Linked DNA regions of Mus musculus: region 2 is linked to region 1. Evidence: chromatin contacts called from public Micro-C data. All regions are on one chromosome and are shown on one strand. Each heading gives the region's core, a stretch centred on a gene start, on an enhancer-like site or on the middle of the called end of the contact. The rest is flanking DNA. Distances are from core to core; before and after follow the strand shown. Region 1 has its middle 23 kb from the start of Suv39h1. Region 2 holds the start of Rbm3os (RNA binding motif protein 3, opposite strand).

What was found. A called contact is a pair of places that touch in the nucleus more often than the background predicts.
Region 2: a Micro-C map of embryonic stem cells shows a contact between it and region 1, with 5 times the contacts expected there. The contact joins the promoter of Rbm3os here to the enhancer-like site in region 1. A contact is called at or near these places in 1 of 484 Hi-C or Micro-C datasets (embryonic stem cells), 3 of 115 datasets of contacts at active chromatin or transcription factors (double positive thymocytes and embryonic stem cells) and 3 of 9 other capture datasets (adipose tissue, liver and pancreatic islet).

Annotation. Positions count from the first base shown.
Region 1 is chrX:8,047,902-8,055,804 of GRCm38.p6, forward strand. No RefSeq gene overlaps it. Among named protein-coding and RNA genes, the nearest start is that of Suv39h1, 23 kb to the right of the region's middle. Within about 2 kb of position 3,035, at least 8 of the 459 cell types and tissues checked have an H3K27ac peak or open chromatin away from gene starts, as enhancers often do. A contact at or near this core is called in embryonic stem cells, where this site is marked.
Region 2 is chrX:8,141,382-8,149,284 of GRCm38.p6, forward strand. Rbm3os (RNA binding motif protein 3, opposite strand) reads left to right here and starts at 4,046. Exons shown (of 3, transcript NR_033561.1): 1 at 4,046-4,350; 2 at 5,111-5,237; 3 at 6,175-6,583. It overlaps Rbm3 (RNA binding motif (RNP1, RRM) protein 3), which reads right to left and starts at 4,499. Exons shown (of 7, transcript NM_001166410.2): 1 at 4,257-4,499; 2 at 3,574-3,691; 3 at 3,192-3,298; 4 at 2,467-2,566; 5 at 2,277-2,370; 6 at 1,870-1,948; 7 at 975-1,574. The coding sequence starts at 3,676. The coding sequence ends at 1,891.

The DNA.
Region 1 (7,903 bases), core at 1,785-4,284:
AAGGGAAGGGAAGGGAAGGGAAGGGAAGGGAAGGGAAGGGAAGGGAAGGGAAGGGAAGGCCGGCCATGACCACATGGAGAGAAGGGGAAGGGAATGGGGAGCAAGGGTCAAGATGTAAGAGAGAGGCAAGAGAGCAAGAGCAAAATGTAAGTTTTTGTTCAATTATTATATATTAATAGAAATGTAAGATTGTCCTTTAATTGTATTCTATATTGATAGAAATTTAAAGTTTTTTCTTTGAATTGTTGTATATTGATAATATTTAGGGTTTTTTGTTCATTATATATTGATAGAAAGTTAAGGTTGTTTTGTTAGACTGTTTTTGACTATATTGTACATAAGCCATTCATTGAAAGTGTGATGGTTCTTATAATTATTCCTGTTATGTATAGATTGTTAATGTTAGAAAAAAGAGCAATTAGTTTTTCTTTTTTCTTTTCTTTTTTATTTATAAGAAAAGGACAATTCTTGGGCTGGAGAGATGGCTCAGTGGTTAAGAGAACTCAATGCTTTTCCAAAGGTCCTGAGTTCAAATCTCAGCATCCGCATGGTGGCTCACAACCATCTGTAATGAGATCTGACGCCCTCTTCTGGTGTGTCTGAAGACAGCTACAGTGTACTTATATATAATAAACAAATAAATCTTAAGAAAAAGAAAAGGACAATTTTTTTTTCTTGAGACAAGGTTTCTCTGTGTAGCCCTGGCTGTCCTGGAACTCACTTTGTAGACCAGGCTGGCCTTGAACTCAGAAATCCACCTGCCTCTGCCTCCCAAGTGCTGGGATTAAAGGCATACGCCACCACTATCCAGTGAAAAGGACAATTCTTAAACAGAAAGGATGTATGAAGTGAAAACGTAAGGGTTCTTTAGAGAGTCAGTTGTGTTGGATGGCGTTTTGCTAGGCAAACACAGGAAGGAGTGTTTTCCTGAGATGGACACAGGTGAAAGGCTAAGGCAGACTCATGGAGGAATGTTTCGCTGAAGCAGACACAGGTGAAAGGATATTCTGCTAAAGCAATCACGTGAAGGGGCACGTGATGAAGGATTCTTCGCTAAGGACATGCATGTATTGGTCCACCTTACTTTGTGGAGTTGAGCTCCATTAGTCAGGGCTCCATAGAGAGAAATGCACCAAAAACACTTCTGGTGGTGTGCTTTGGAAAACACTTCTGGTGGTGTGCTTTGGCTTCTAGCTGCTTCCTCGAACTCGGGTTCATTGGCAGAGTGATGTCAGCTGAGACAGAGATGGACTCAGGTGCTGAGGCAAGACCCTTGGAGGACACGTGTTGTTTGGAGGCAGTATAAAAAGGACTCCACAGCCCGTGAAAGAGGCTGAGCTAGGTTTGCTTATAGAGCTAGCTGCGCACCACTTGTTGATCTCTTTCTTGTCTTTGCTGCTCTTCACTTCTCTGAGAGAGGTACAGCTAAGAACTCCCAGCGTTCCTCCAGATCCCTCTTGCTGACTTGTGCCGAGGCTGAGGCCTGGCTGGCTCTGCTAGCTAGTGCCACCCGCTGCTGATTCCTGTTTGCTGTACCGACTCTACCGTACTGGACTGCTGGTGTATCTGTGAAGTGTTTGCGAGTGGATCACGCTGCTGCTGCTGCTGCTAACCTGGGAACTGAACTACTGATTTTCCGACAACACAGATGGAAGTTGCTCCAAAGAGCCATTTCTAAACAGGTCCACTTTCCCCATATCCTTTCTTTCCCATTACCTCTGGTTGGTGGTGGACTACAAGGGAGGTTAAAGTGTCTGAGAACCATCATTAAAAATAAGGGTTGAGGGCTGGAGAGATGGCTCAGCAGTTAAGAACACTGACTTGAGTTCAATTCCCAGCAATCACATGGTGGCTCACGACCATTTATAGTGAGATCTATTACCCTCTTCTAGTGTGCAAGCATACATGCATACAGAACATTGTATATATAATAAATAAATATGTCTTTAAAAAAATAAGGGTTGAAGTTACAGATTTGAGAAAATGCCTCTAGAAGATCAGAGTGTAAGTAAATTGATAGGGCATTTTCTTTTTTCTTTTCTTTCTTTCTTTCTTTTTTTTTTTTTTTTTGGTTTTTTGAGACAGGGTTTCTCTGTGTAGCCCTGGCTGTCCTGGAACTCACTTTGTAGACCAGGCTGGCCTTGAACTCAGAAATCCGCCTGCCTCTGCCTCCCAAGTGCTGGGATCAAAGGCGTGCGCCACCACCACCACCACCGGCGATAGGACATTTTCTTAATTAAGAAATTAATTAATGATTAATGAGGGAGGGCTCACTGTTAGTGGGGACATTCTTCGGCTACTGGTCCTGGGTTTATAAGAAAGCAGTCTGAGCAACAGTAAGCAGTAAGGAGCAAGCTAGTAAGCAGCACCTCTCCATGGCTTCTACATCAGCTCTTGCCCAGTTTGAGTTCCTGTCCTGACTTCCTTCAATGATGAGCAGTGATGTGGAAGTGTAAGTCAAACCCTTTCCTCCCAAAGTTGCTTTTGGTCATGGTGTTTCATCAGAGTAATAGTAATTCCAACTAAGATAGACAGTATCCTAGAACTGGGGTACTCTTAGCTCCTTATGAGTATATATCCCAAAATTTTAAGTTGCTTTAATCATTCTGTGTTTTTTATCAAGATGTGGGGACTGTAATGTTGTGGGGTTTTGTTTCATGATAATGTGGTATACCATACTACTTGAAGTTTGTTAAATTTGGGGGGGACTAGGGAGTCTAGGCTCTGGGGTTCATCTCTGTGGCAATTTGAATAAAAATGGCCCCCATGTGCCCATAGGGAGTGGCACTACTAAGAGGTGTGGTTTTGTTAGAGTAGGTGTGTAGCATAGTAATTCTGGGGGCTTGTCTTCCCCACTTTTGCTCTGGAGTAAGGATGGGGTTTTAGTGCACGTGCTCTAGCCCATTTTAGCTCCTGAATAAATGACACAGGAACGTAATAAATTTATTAACAAGCTGTAGGCACTCTGCTGGGCAGATTCTCCTCTATTCTAATCCTCTGAGGCTGCCTACTTCCCAGCCACATGGCCCTTTACCCACATCGGAGGCTTTCCCCACCTTGCTCTATTCCCTGTGTCCTCATGGCTGCTCTCTCATTGCACCTCAAGGTGAGTTCAACTTGTCCCTCTTTCTCTTCTTCCTCTCTCCTTTCTCTTCCTTCCCCCCTCTTTTGGCTTGGGACCCCCAGACTGGGATGGGATGTCCTGCCCAGCTATAAGCAAAATCACCTCTTTATTAATCAATACGAGCTGTGGAAAAGAATCTTTACACATTCCTGAGACTGGAGATGCTCCAAATAGCATGACAATGCTCATCTCTGGACTGCCCGGGGAGCTCTGTGCACAGCAATCAGCATCTGAATACACAGTGCACAAACCACCACCCAATATAGGTGTGGCATCTTGGGTGAAGATGTTGCTGTAGGGGCAAGTTTTGAGGTCTCAAATGCTTTTTTTTGTTTGTTTGTTTGTTTTTGTTTTTGTTTTTGTTTTGTTTTGTTTTGTTTTTTTCGAGACAGGGTTTCTCTGTGTAGCCCTGGCTGTCCTGGAACTCACTCTGTAGACCAGGCTGGCCTCGAACTCAGAAATCCACCTGCCTCTGCCTCTCAAGTGCTGGGATTAAAGGTGTGCGCCACCACGCCCAGCAAGTGCTCAAACTTTGATAAGGTTGTAGAACTCTCCCCTCAGCTCCTCTAGTACCACATCTGCCAAACGCCGGCCACCATGCTTCCTGCCATATGGACTAAACTCTTGAAACTGTAAGTCAGCCCCAATCTTTTCCTTTATAAAAGCTCCTTTATAAAAGTTTATAAATGTGGAGGCTGGAGAGAAGGCTTAGAGGTTAAGAGCACTGATTGCTCTTCCAGAGGTCCTGAGTTTAATTCCCAGCAACCACATGGTGGCTCACAACCATCTGTAATGGGATCTGATGCCCTCTTCTGGTGTGTCTGAAGACAGCCACAGTGTAGTTCTATATCTATATAAAATAAAATCTTTTTTTTTTTTTTTTTTGGTTTCTCGAGACAGGGTTTCTCTGTATAGCCCTGGCTGTCCTGGAACTCACTCTGTAGACCAGGCTGGCCTCGTCTAAAGGCATGCGCCACCATCGCCAGCTTAAAATAAATCTTAAAAAAACAAAAGAAAACAGTCCTTTCCTTGTACCTTGCCTTTGGTGACTAGTGCTGTCCCTTTGGCCCCTGCTATTCTTGGGGTCTAACTAGAAAAACAAACCTTTGATGGTATTAAGAAGAGTATGTCTTCAGAGCTCTGCCTTGTGGAGGACTAGAGTTCTTTGGTTTTATTTGTTTGTTTTTAAGACAGGGTTTCTCTGTATAACTACCCTGGCTTTCCTGGAAGACTGGCTTTGTAGACTAGGCTGGCCTTGGGCTCGCAGAGTTCCACCTCCTGAGTGCTGAGATTAAGCCTCCACACCCGTAGAGGACTAGGTTTTAAACAACAAAGCCACTTCCAACACTTCAATTTATTTGAGCCTTAGAATCCTTTTCTCAACACTTAGTCAAAAGATACCAAGCTCCTCCAGTTCCTCCTCAGTAGGCTATCATCTCTGGGCCAACCAATCAAATCAACTCTTGGCACCTTTTAATACTGAGCTTCGATATTAAACCTAGAATCTCTGCATAGAGGGCCCATACTGATAAACTCAGCCTGATCCAGGTTCATGTTCTGTCCACCATTACCTATGCTCAGACCGCTGCTTGAATGAAATTAGCAAATCTCTTAAGTTCTTTCTTGGTGTCCTCCACCTCCCTGAGGACCTCACTTTCTCACATCTAGGCCCTTGTTACAGGTCTAGAGGCAGTGGTGAACAAAACATAGAGACATCTGCCTGATTGTCTCCTTCAAGGAAAGTCACTCCTGGCTCCATTGGGGCGGGGGGTGCAGTGGAGAGGAAAGGCCATATACATCCTCTGCTTGGGTCTGTTTTTCAGCAACTTGGGCTCTGTGGCAGCTGGAGAGATTTTTTCTTCCAGGACTCACTTTCTGATTGTTTCTGTGCATCTTGAGTTGGCTACTTTTATCAGTGAGCTCATTGTTTTCCTCTGTATTTTATCCAGAGACACCAGCATCAATATTGTCTTTGCCTTCCTAGGAAGTCTTTGCTCTGAGGAGGTCTATCAGGAATATCAAAGGATTTACTTTGCATAGCCTCGCCCTCTCCATGTTCTGCAGGGAAGGTTCCTTGAGTTGGAGAAAGAGCTCTAGATACCACAGCACCCACTAGAGAAATTCATCTTCAGGATTCTGTTTCTCCAGAACTTCTGGTACTGAAACCTGATGTTTCAGGGCTTCTCTAGGGAATTGAACCAACAGAATGAATCTGTATTTTAGAAGAGATTGTCTTGTCTTAGCATGCATATACATGCATTCTCCCTCCCACTACACACACACACACACACACACACACACACACACACACATACACATACACACACCAGCAGCACGGTCTTGTAGCAGTTAAATGACTGAGGAGGGAGGGAGGGAGGCAAGCTTTTTGGTTTTGCCCCTTGATCTTCACTCTTGTGGGCATATCTATCTCCACCTCTGCCCCTGCTGTTGACTTTGCTGATAGTTAGGTCGAACCAGCCTTAGTTAGGTCGAACCAACCTTTTCAAGTTTCCCGTACAGACCGAAGACTAGCAGCTCTTCCAGAATCTTCCAGGCCTTCAGTGCCAAACTGGGACTACTGAGATATGGCAGCCTCGTGGACTGAGCAGCTGCTAGATTCTGTCTCTCTGGAGTGATACAGCCATCATCAAACCAAGTCATAAGCCAATCTAATTTTGTTTCGTTTTCTTTCTTGGACAGGGTTTCTCTATGTATTCCTGGCTGTCCTTCCTCCAGTGCGCTATGTAGACTAGACTAGTCTGGAACCTACAGAGATCTTCCTGTCCCTGCCTCCAGAACAGCCCAATGAGTCCCATTTGAATGCATATTCATTCTGTTCTTGTAGAGAACCCCACAGGGCTCCACCGTCCTGAACGCTCTCTTGTCAGATCTCTCTTCTCTGACTCGGTTATTTTGAGGTTTTTTTTTTTCTTCTTTGCCTTTTTTTCTCCTTTTGCTGCTCTACAGATAGAACCCAAAACCAGGCTGGAAGCAGGCTATTATAAAACAAGACTACAGCCGGGTGGTGGTGGTGCATGCCTTTAATCCCAGCACTTGGGAGGCAGAGGCAGGTGGATTTCTGAGTTCCAGGCCAGCCTGGTCTACAAAGTGAGTTCCAAGACAGCCAGGACTATACAAAGAAACTCTGTCTCGAAAACAAACAAAACAAAAACAAACACAAGACTACTTCATGTCTTCGCACTTTCTGGACACAGGCACACAGCCAGTTCCCTCTCTACTTTTTGCTGCTGCTGCTGCATTTTGTCAGCCAGGTGCCTCCACCAGTATGCCAGTGTCCCATACTGTTCATAACCTCCGGCCATCAGAATTGTGAGCTGAAAAGACCTGTTTTCTGTATAAAGTACCCTGCCTCCAACATTTTGTTACAAAAACGAAATAGAACAAGACAGTGCGTTCATTTATCAAGGGGTAAGGTATCCTTTGTTTAATCAATTGCCCTAGCTTGCAAAGTATCTGCTTGTGTGGCTCTAAGATTGTGTGTGGCTTCTTATTGCAGAAGTAGGAAATGAACACGCTGTTCTGGGTTTCAATGTGTCTACATGACTGGTAGTATAGATCTACAGACACTGTGAGCTCAGCTACACACTGTGTTTCCAGTGGTGAAGCTACACTCTCTGCGCATGGGTGTGGGTGAGACTGAGAGGGTTTTGAATGTTTTATGGGTACCCTAGAATTTGTGATCTCTAAACAATTGGTATGCACATATCACAGTATGAAAAGCTTCTAAGCTGAGTTATGTGTGTGAGGGTAATATTATAGTAAATGAGCTATTTTAATTTGGGGGGATTATATCCAAATTGTTTAGTCTCATTTAAGGGAGGCATTTTATTCCTTTTATTATTTATTCATTTTTGATTTTTTTCCAGACAGGGTTTCTCTGTGTAGCCCTGGCTGTCCTGGAACTCACTTTGTAAACCAGGCTGGCCTCGAACTCACAAATCACAGAGATTCGCGTGCCTCTACCTCTGGAGGATTGGGATTAAAGGTCTTTGTGTACCACAACTGCCCTGCTGCAGGGAAATGGTTTCTGTTGAGGCCTCTCCTGTTTTCTGGTGACTCAGTGCATGAGCTTCTTGATTTGTTCATGGATCTAGATTACAACATGTCAGATCTAGGATCTATCTCTGGCGTTTTCCTGGTAGGGGAGGTCTCTGACTTGACTAAGGTGGTACATTACAGGAGACCTGTTGCATTTGTGGGTGATTCAGGTGCTATACAGCTTTGTATTTTTTGTAACATGAATCCATGGATGTGGACTTTTGATCTATTTCTCAGGGCCTTGATTTGGAAGTCTGGTTTCTTTGTGGGTCTATGGGCAGACCTCCAATCTGTTTGTGGTCACATATTCTAGGACTTGAGCTCCCTCACCAGTCTGATGCCAGGATATGAACTAGTATTAGGACTCTGAAGTGCCTGCAGCCTCTGAGGTTCTTGATACATGGTCAAGCTGTGAAACCTATAACTTCTTTCTTGGTATATATCTCAGGGTATGAGTAAATCAAATTATGTAAATTCTTGGATCCATCTGCAGATAAATGAGGGTGTGAGAGGTCTGTGATCTCTTTAAGTCTGTGTCTGGGTCCATACATTAGGGCAGTGTGGTCCCTGATTAAGTTGTGCATATATATGTACAGGGTGTATATCTTTGCTGCTTCTGATCTCTGCAGGCGGATCCCTGTGAGTTCAAGGCCAGCCTGGTCTACAGAGTAAGTTCCAGAACAGCTGGAGCTACATAGAGAAATCCTGTCTTGAAAAAAT
Region 2 (7,903 bases), core at 2,796-5,295, 94 kb after region 1:
CAGGTGAAAACCTAGACAACTCCATTCTAACTGGGAAGAACGAAGAAGGACTATCACCCATGGGATTCAAAGACACATACTAGAACCTTCACCTTTAAGCAAAACTGAGCAGCTAATGATAGCCCCTTCCCCCATTTTTCAAGGGCGACCATGGGCTTCTCACTTAAGACAATTTCCTGACAGAAAGTTTACCAACTGTTCTCAGTGGGTTTCTGTACTTATACATTTGACTCTCCTCCCCACATGTGGAACACTATGCTAAGGAAAGCAGAAGTTAAAGGTCAAAGAGCAGGGTATAGTGCCTACATTTGAATTCAGGAACCTGAATCCAGTCTGAACTACCTTAATCCCCATTTTTTAGTAAAGTTTCCTTTATGTCTGACATATAGCATATACCACCACTCCAGTCCCCATTAAGAAAAGTGCACTATGGGGCTGGCGAGATGGCTCAGTGAGTAAGAGCACCAACTTGCTCTTCCGAAGGTCATGAGTTCAAATCCCAGCAACCACATGGTGGCTCACAACCACCCATAATGAGATCTGATGCCTGAATCTGTAGCATATTGTACTTATATATAATAATAAATAAATCTTTAAAAAAGAAAAGTGCACTACTCTGTGTATAAGTTTACTGCCCATGTTATGAGATTAAGGCACTTATCTTCTCAGAACAATCTTGCAAGGAGGATATCCATCTACCTTGTACCCAGAAAAGCAAACTTAAAGTAATAGTTGTGAAAAGAACCAAGAAACAATTTCAGAAAACCCAATTCTAGTCAGAAGGGGACTGACTTTCATCTGTATCCATCACATTTCATGTCTCACCATATACCCAAACTAACTTCAAATTCAAGCCTCAACCCTTCTGACAGTTCCTGCCCATCCATCCCAGTATGTTTTCCAAGCTTCATCTTCCTGACTTGCCTCTCGCTCTAAATTGTAAACTGGGTTTGAATAAGGAAAAAGCATTATCAGTATTGATTTGTGTTCAGGTTTCATCTTTTAATTAGCTCCATAAAGGACATCCTAAACACATCAGACACAACAGAATACTTTTCTTCCAGTATTAAAAAATGACATTCACAAACATTTTAAAGAAGCTCTTCTATATAATCAGGATGGTGATCTTTAATAAAAAACATCTCTAAGCAATCATGATCTTGACTCGGATTGTTCATAGGTACATTCAGAAATCACTTTCTGGCCATGATAAACATTGTTTACAAGGTTTTAAAATGTCCCTAAATACACATCAACTTTAAAAACTGATTTAGCCTGGCCACTTTTTTCTTTTGGCCAGAAACAATAATCCTGAGTGCCTAAACAAAAATTCTGATAAAAGGAAAAATATTGGGACTGTAACAAATGTCTTAAAATTTGTTTTTAAAAGGGAAAAAATGTTTAAAGAACACATGGAGCTTTCTAAAAGTTCTTTAACAAACTACCTTGGGAGCTCAATTCAAAAATAGAACTTGATGTACTAAAACAGACGTTTCAGCGCAGCTCCAAAAATCTTTATAAATACAGCAATTTGCAAGGACGATCCTGGATCAGAAGTGTTATTCCTTGTGTATCTGAGAATAGTAAGAGGTAGAATTTTGATGTCAGGAAGAAACAGACTGATAACACGCTTACCTCCCAGAGTTGATAAAGATGCAGCATACCACCTCTTTTATTTCTACCATGCCCCGCCTCCGCCCCCCCTTCAACTAGCTCTGGCATGCATGTAACAGCAAGAGCACCCAAGTGGCTGGGTTAGGCATCAAGGCAGCAGAGATAAAGGGCAGTGTGGCGAGAAGAAAAGCAAAAGGGAGAAGAGGGTCTGATGATAACAGGTTGACGCAATGCCAATCTTCAGGTCTCACCTACATTTTGTGTGCATGCCCCATCTCAGTTGTCATAATTGTCTCTGTAATTTCCTCCTGAGTAGCGGTCATAGCCACCCTGGCTTCTGGGAAAAAGCGATATTGTTTTACAAGAATGTATTCTACATTGTAGACATTAAACACTAAAAACTATACATGTCATGTTTCATAATAGCAGATTCACAATAGAAATGTTAGTCAGTTTTCAGGTGATGGAGACTGTATTCTTGAGATTGGTACATGGTGGGCACGGGCAATTGACCTTTGATATATCCAAGCCACATAATACTCTTAAAAAATGTATAATAAACAGGATACATAAAATATGAGCACTATGTAAAATTCCCATTTTCAGCATAAACTAGATTTAAAAACACTGGTACCTGACTATCCCAACCTCTCAATACCCACCTGCCACTGTAGTCTCTAGACCGCCCATACCCATATCCATATCCTCCAGGACGACTGTCATATCTTCCACTTCCATATCCCTGGTCTCCACCACCTACAGAAAAATATTCAAATAGTAGCTGTTCAGACATAGGCTCTTAACATTAAATAGCGCTACTTAATCTCATAATCAAACCATGACTGCACTTACCTCTAGAGTAACTGCGACCACGCCCACCAAAGGCACCCCCTCTGGATCCCCTGGCAGACTTTCCTGCATGATCAACTCGGATTTGGCGCCCATCCAGGGACTAGGTATGGGAAGGAGACAGACACAAGGAATTGTCAGTCACAGTAGGGATGAGGGAAGAATGGGCACAGGCAGGTAGGTGTAGGCAAGAGCCCAGAAATTCCTGCTGGGCACCAAATTCTGGGTGCCTCGTCCAAGCCAAGCTCCGCTGACCAGAATGGCTTCACCAGGAGCTATGGAATCCCACAAAAAGACCTGAATCCACCGGTCTCCCCTGCTACTACTTACATCTTGACTGAACTCAGGCTGACGTATCCTCCCCACTCCTCTAAGCTGCCCGACTATTAGGGCTAGACACCTCTCTCGGTCTGAGGCTTCAGAGTCCATCCCAGCAGACTCACGAGGTCCTCTCCGGTCCTCTGCCAGGCCCACAGCTCTGCAGACTCTACTACCTAAGCCCAGAGCAGGTCAACCATCCACAGGTGGCTTCTCCGCCTCATGCAGGACCAGTCGTCGCCTCCCAGGCAGCCCGGCTCTGTCTGCCGCTGCCCTCCACCCCCTAGAACAGAAGGCAGTCATGCTCCTGTGAGTGGCCACGCTGCCCCTGGCAGACATAGAGGGAAAACAGAAAGAACGAAGAAAGTGGCAGACAGGGAGACGGCCCCTGTGCAGGCAGGAGGCCTCACCTCTCCATTCATAGCTCTCATCGCATCTGAGGCATGCTCTGGGTTTGTGAAGGTGATGAAGCCAAAACCCCGGGATCTTTGAGTCTCCCGGTCCTTGACAACAACCACTGGGGGAGGGGCAGAAAGACAAATGTTAGAACCCTAACATCTAAGTAGAAAGTAATAGCCAGGCACAGCCACAGATCAAATAGCACTTGGGAGAATTAGGACCCCGCCAACCCCCCCGCTCCTGTTTAAAAAAAAAAAAATCCTGTATCCAACTGAATTTATTTCAGCCTAACCGTTACCGTACAGACATGGAAGTTAAAGAGAATTTCAGGTTTTAGTTCTAGACTAGCTCTTCTCCACCAACCCTCAACCCCGGGGCTGGTCCATGGCTCACCCTCAGAGATAGGCCCAAAGCTGCTGAAGTGGTCTTCAAGTGCCTGTTCATCGGTGTTGAAGTTGAGCCCTCCTACGAAGAGTTTCCCTTCTTCAGACGACATGGCAGAAGGCAAGTCCTAAAGGGAGTGCACGAATTATTGGGGAGTCAATGTGGCAGGTAGTGAGGTGTACAATATCCGGATACAGAGAATTACAGCGAAGACAGAAAATGGGTTAAAAGAGACAATTCAAATGGCAAGAGGCTCGGGAGCAGAAAAGGCGGGAACCAGCAAGGCTGGGTGAGCCCATCCGCCATTTGATGACTCCTATCGCGCATGCCCACAACATCCCAGGCTGCCACGCCCGTCATTTTGTACGGTCGCGCAGGCCTACAGCAGCATTGCATTTCCTCTTTCCCCGCAGAACAAGATGGCGGCGGTCACGTGGGAAGGGACAGCCGGTACAGGTTGGCGCGTGGTCCCCGCCGCCGCCCGAGCCCGTGCCTTCCGGCATTTCTCCCGTTCCGATGCAGCACGCCCGCCTCACAATGAATACATTTTTGCCTTCGAGCCTGGGACTAACCCTCCTCAAAGCTCAAGCCCACATATCAGCGGCCACAACTCTTCCTGCCCTCGTCCCTCGCCCATAGAGGGCAAGGAAGTGAGGTGGGGAACGAGCGCTGAGCAAGGCGAAGGCGCTTACCTGGAAATTAAAAGTCAGAGGACGGCAGAGACGACGAGCTCGAAGGAACCGGGAGAACAGAGAGACTGCGGCGCGGGAAGACGCCTGATAAAGCGTGCGTAGCCGAGACGTCACACAACGTCCCCCAGCGCGCCCTGGCGTGCGTGCTCATTGGTTGAGGCCAGCGGGGGGGGGGGGTTGGGAAGAGGACGAGGAAGGCGGAGGCAGCAATTTGCCTCGCCGCTTCCGGGAATCGAGAGGAGCTTTATGAGTTCAGTGCGTTCTCCTATAAGCATCTCCTTTCTGCCCGAGAGACTGGCCCCCTTTCCATCTCAAACGGTTGGATCCATAGAGCCTTTTCCTCCCTGACGTCATTTTCAGTGTTTTTGACGTCATCTCTCCCTTTCCATAGGAAGTCCTAACTGACAGTAGGTCGGTGCCAGCGAACTGCCGTCCTCAGAAACCAATCTTTTCTTTTTAGACCTTTAACTGCATATCCCTTAAGGCCCCGAGGCCTTCAGAGTTCTTCCTGTCAAACCTTACATTTCCGAATGCTTAGCCCCTCCTCCTAACATATAGCTGTGTGTTAGCGGACTCCTTCCCTTGGTGTCATCCTCTGACTTAAGTTTGCATCCTTATCTGACAGTCTCTTTACGCCTGATAATGCGTTCAGCAAGCCAGGTAGCCTAGCTTCAAAGGATGCAAATCTCAATCCACTAAACGAATTTTACTCTCTATTCGGGATACTGGGTCTTGATCGAAAGGATGAACTTTTGCAGTACATAATGAAATCCATAGCAAGTAGTGTCTAAGTCCACTGCCTGACGATGTGATCTTTCCCAGCCTTCAGTGCCTAATAACTTGTTTGCCTCCAGGAACTCTACATTGTTGACTCCTAGAATAAATTTGTTCAACATTGTAAAGGCCTGCCTCCCACTCCTCCACCAACCCCACCACAAATCGATTTGCTACCCTTTGGATGCCATTCATCTGTAATTCCTGGTAAGCTTATTCCCACATTTCTCAGTGATTTTCATGGATTTTTATTAAATTTGTAAGTAGTTATCTTTAGTTGAATACTTTTTGTTGTTCTAATATTTCTCACCCTGTGGTCTGTCCCTCACTGTATGCTCAGGTCACCCTGGAACTCATAAAACTTTTGCCTCAGCCTCTTCAGTGCTGGGATCATCACCACAACCAGCGTGTCTGTACTTTTAAAGAAATCCTCCCTGCCCAGGTCCCAAAGATACTCTTCTGCAGCTTATTACGTTAGCTGTATACTTTTGCTTTTAGTTTAAGGTCCTCAGTCCTTCTATAGGGTTCAGCTCAGTGGCAGAGTGCCTTCCTAGTATGTGCAAGTCCCTTGGCTTATATCCCAACAAAGAGAGAGAGCTGTGTCTGCTTTTACTGTGCCATTGAACCAGATGCCTCATCACCATCTATCAGAAAACTGAGGCAGGGTTGTGAATTGGAGCTTTAACAAGTTCCAGGCTAACTTTAGCTAGCCTATGGTGAGACCCCGTATTCAAATAAGCAAACAAAAATTGGATGATTTTTGAAATTGCATTTAATGTAGAGTTGAGAATAACGTCATATTACGTGAGGGTTTAAGGTATGTGCACACTGATACTGTTCCCATTAAGATCTGGCACTTTAGTTGGGTATGATAACTTAGACCAGAAATCCTAGCACTTGGGGAGCCTGGAGCAGTAGGTTCTTGCATTTAAGGCCAGCCTGGGCTACCTAATTAGTTACACCCATCTGCCAAACTCCCAAGAAAAACGCCAGACAAAAGAATTGGAGCCTAGTTCTCTTGCCCCTTGAGTATGGACTGGACTTAGGGGAGCAATTATAATGTGCAAAATAATTGAAGCACAAGTCAGAGTGTGTCGTGACTGGGTCGCTGAAAGGCACTTTGGTTTTCTGTTCTCTCATGCAGGCTGAGCTTTCTGTGACATGTTTGCTGGTTTATCAAGAGCAGTCCTAAAGAGGGGACTAAAGTGACACGGAACTGTGATATACTGCCAAGAGGTACAGGAACAGGCCTTCCTAGAAGTGGATCCACACCTACACTACTGTGTAGGCTGACACCTGGATGGATGGTATATGAATGCTATGAATCAGAGTCACCTAGCTAGGCCAATCCCAGAACCCCGACCGTCTAAAACCACAGATGTTTGTTTTGTCTTGAGACTGTGTAACTCAATTTGTGAATTGGTGCTTAGTTCCCTTGCCCCTTGAGCCTCACACAGGCTCGAACTTAATGCATGCAGCAGCATGCCTGATATACTCATTAAGCTTTGTGCTAATTTGATATCAATAGATACCTAATACATCTTCCCAGCAAAGAGCATGAAATATCTTTATTTACATCACACACACACACACACACACACACACACACACACACACACACAGAGCAAGTGTAGGGAAGGGAGGGAGACAGGGTCTCTATGTAGACAGGGTCTGTATGTATTCTAGGTTGGCCTGGACCTCACCGCATAGCCCAGGATAGCTTCACACTCTCAATCCTCCTACCTAGCACTACAGATGTGCATCACTGTGACTAACTTTATCTATTTATTTGAAAATGGGATATTGCTAAGTCCCCTAAGAGGGCTCAAACTCCTGGGCTCAAGTCATCCTGCTTCAGCTTCTGGAGAGGTGAGACTAAAGATAACTATCGACTAATTTTGGTTTTGTTTGTTTGTCTGTTTTTGTAGATAAGTGTCTTACTATATAGCCTGGCTGGCTAGGAATTTGCTATATAGACTAGGCTGGCCTCTAACTTACAGAGATCTGCCTGCCTTTACCAAGTGTTAAGATTAAAGATATGTGCTACCATACCCAGCTAGACAAATGCTTAGCTACACCCACAGCCTTTAATATTGATACTCCTGAGTTTACCAAGGCCTTTTTTGTGCCCTAACAGTATGTAATTTTGTAACTGCTAATATAAAAGGTGTTTTTCTCACTTATGTTGGAAGATTAGATAGACACCGTGTTAGCTGTTCTTTTGTCAACATGACACAAGCGGGGCATCTGGGCAAAGGGAACCCCACGTGAGAAAATGTTTCGCTTAGATTGACCTGTAGGCAAGCCTGTGGGGGCATTTTCTTGAAAAAAAAAATGATTGATGTAGGAAGACACAGCCTACTGTGGCCAGTGCCATCCCTGGGCAGAAGGTCCTAGGTTATAGAAGAAAGCAGGCTAAACAAGCAGCTGCTGCGATGGTTATTCTTGGTTGACAACTTGACCACATCTGGAATTAACTAAAATCCAAAAATAGCGGGCACACCAGTGGGGATTTTTTTTTTCCTAATGTGAAGTAGAAAGATCCACTTCTAATCTAGATGTTGAGGCCAGAAGACACATGGCTTTAACCTGGGTCTTAAGGTGAGAAGACATCCTAATAATCCGGCCATGCCGTGTGCTGGAAGCCTGTATAAGGACAAGGAAGGAGATTCTTAGCTTGCTTGCTCTCACCTTGCTAGCAAGTCCATTCCTTCACATTAGAGCATACTTCTTCAGGATTCCAGAACATACCAAATACTAACTGGCTAAGACAACTACTGAATTCTTGAACTTTCTGTTTGCAGCCATTGTCCAGCTATTGGATTAGCTGGACTGCAGCCTGTAAATCATTCTAATATCCCCTTCTCCATATA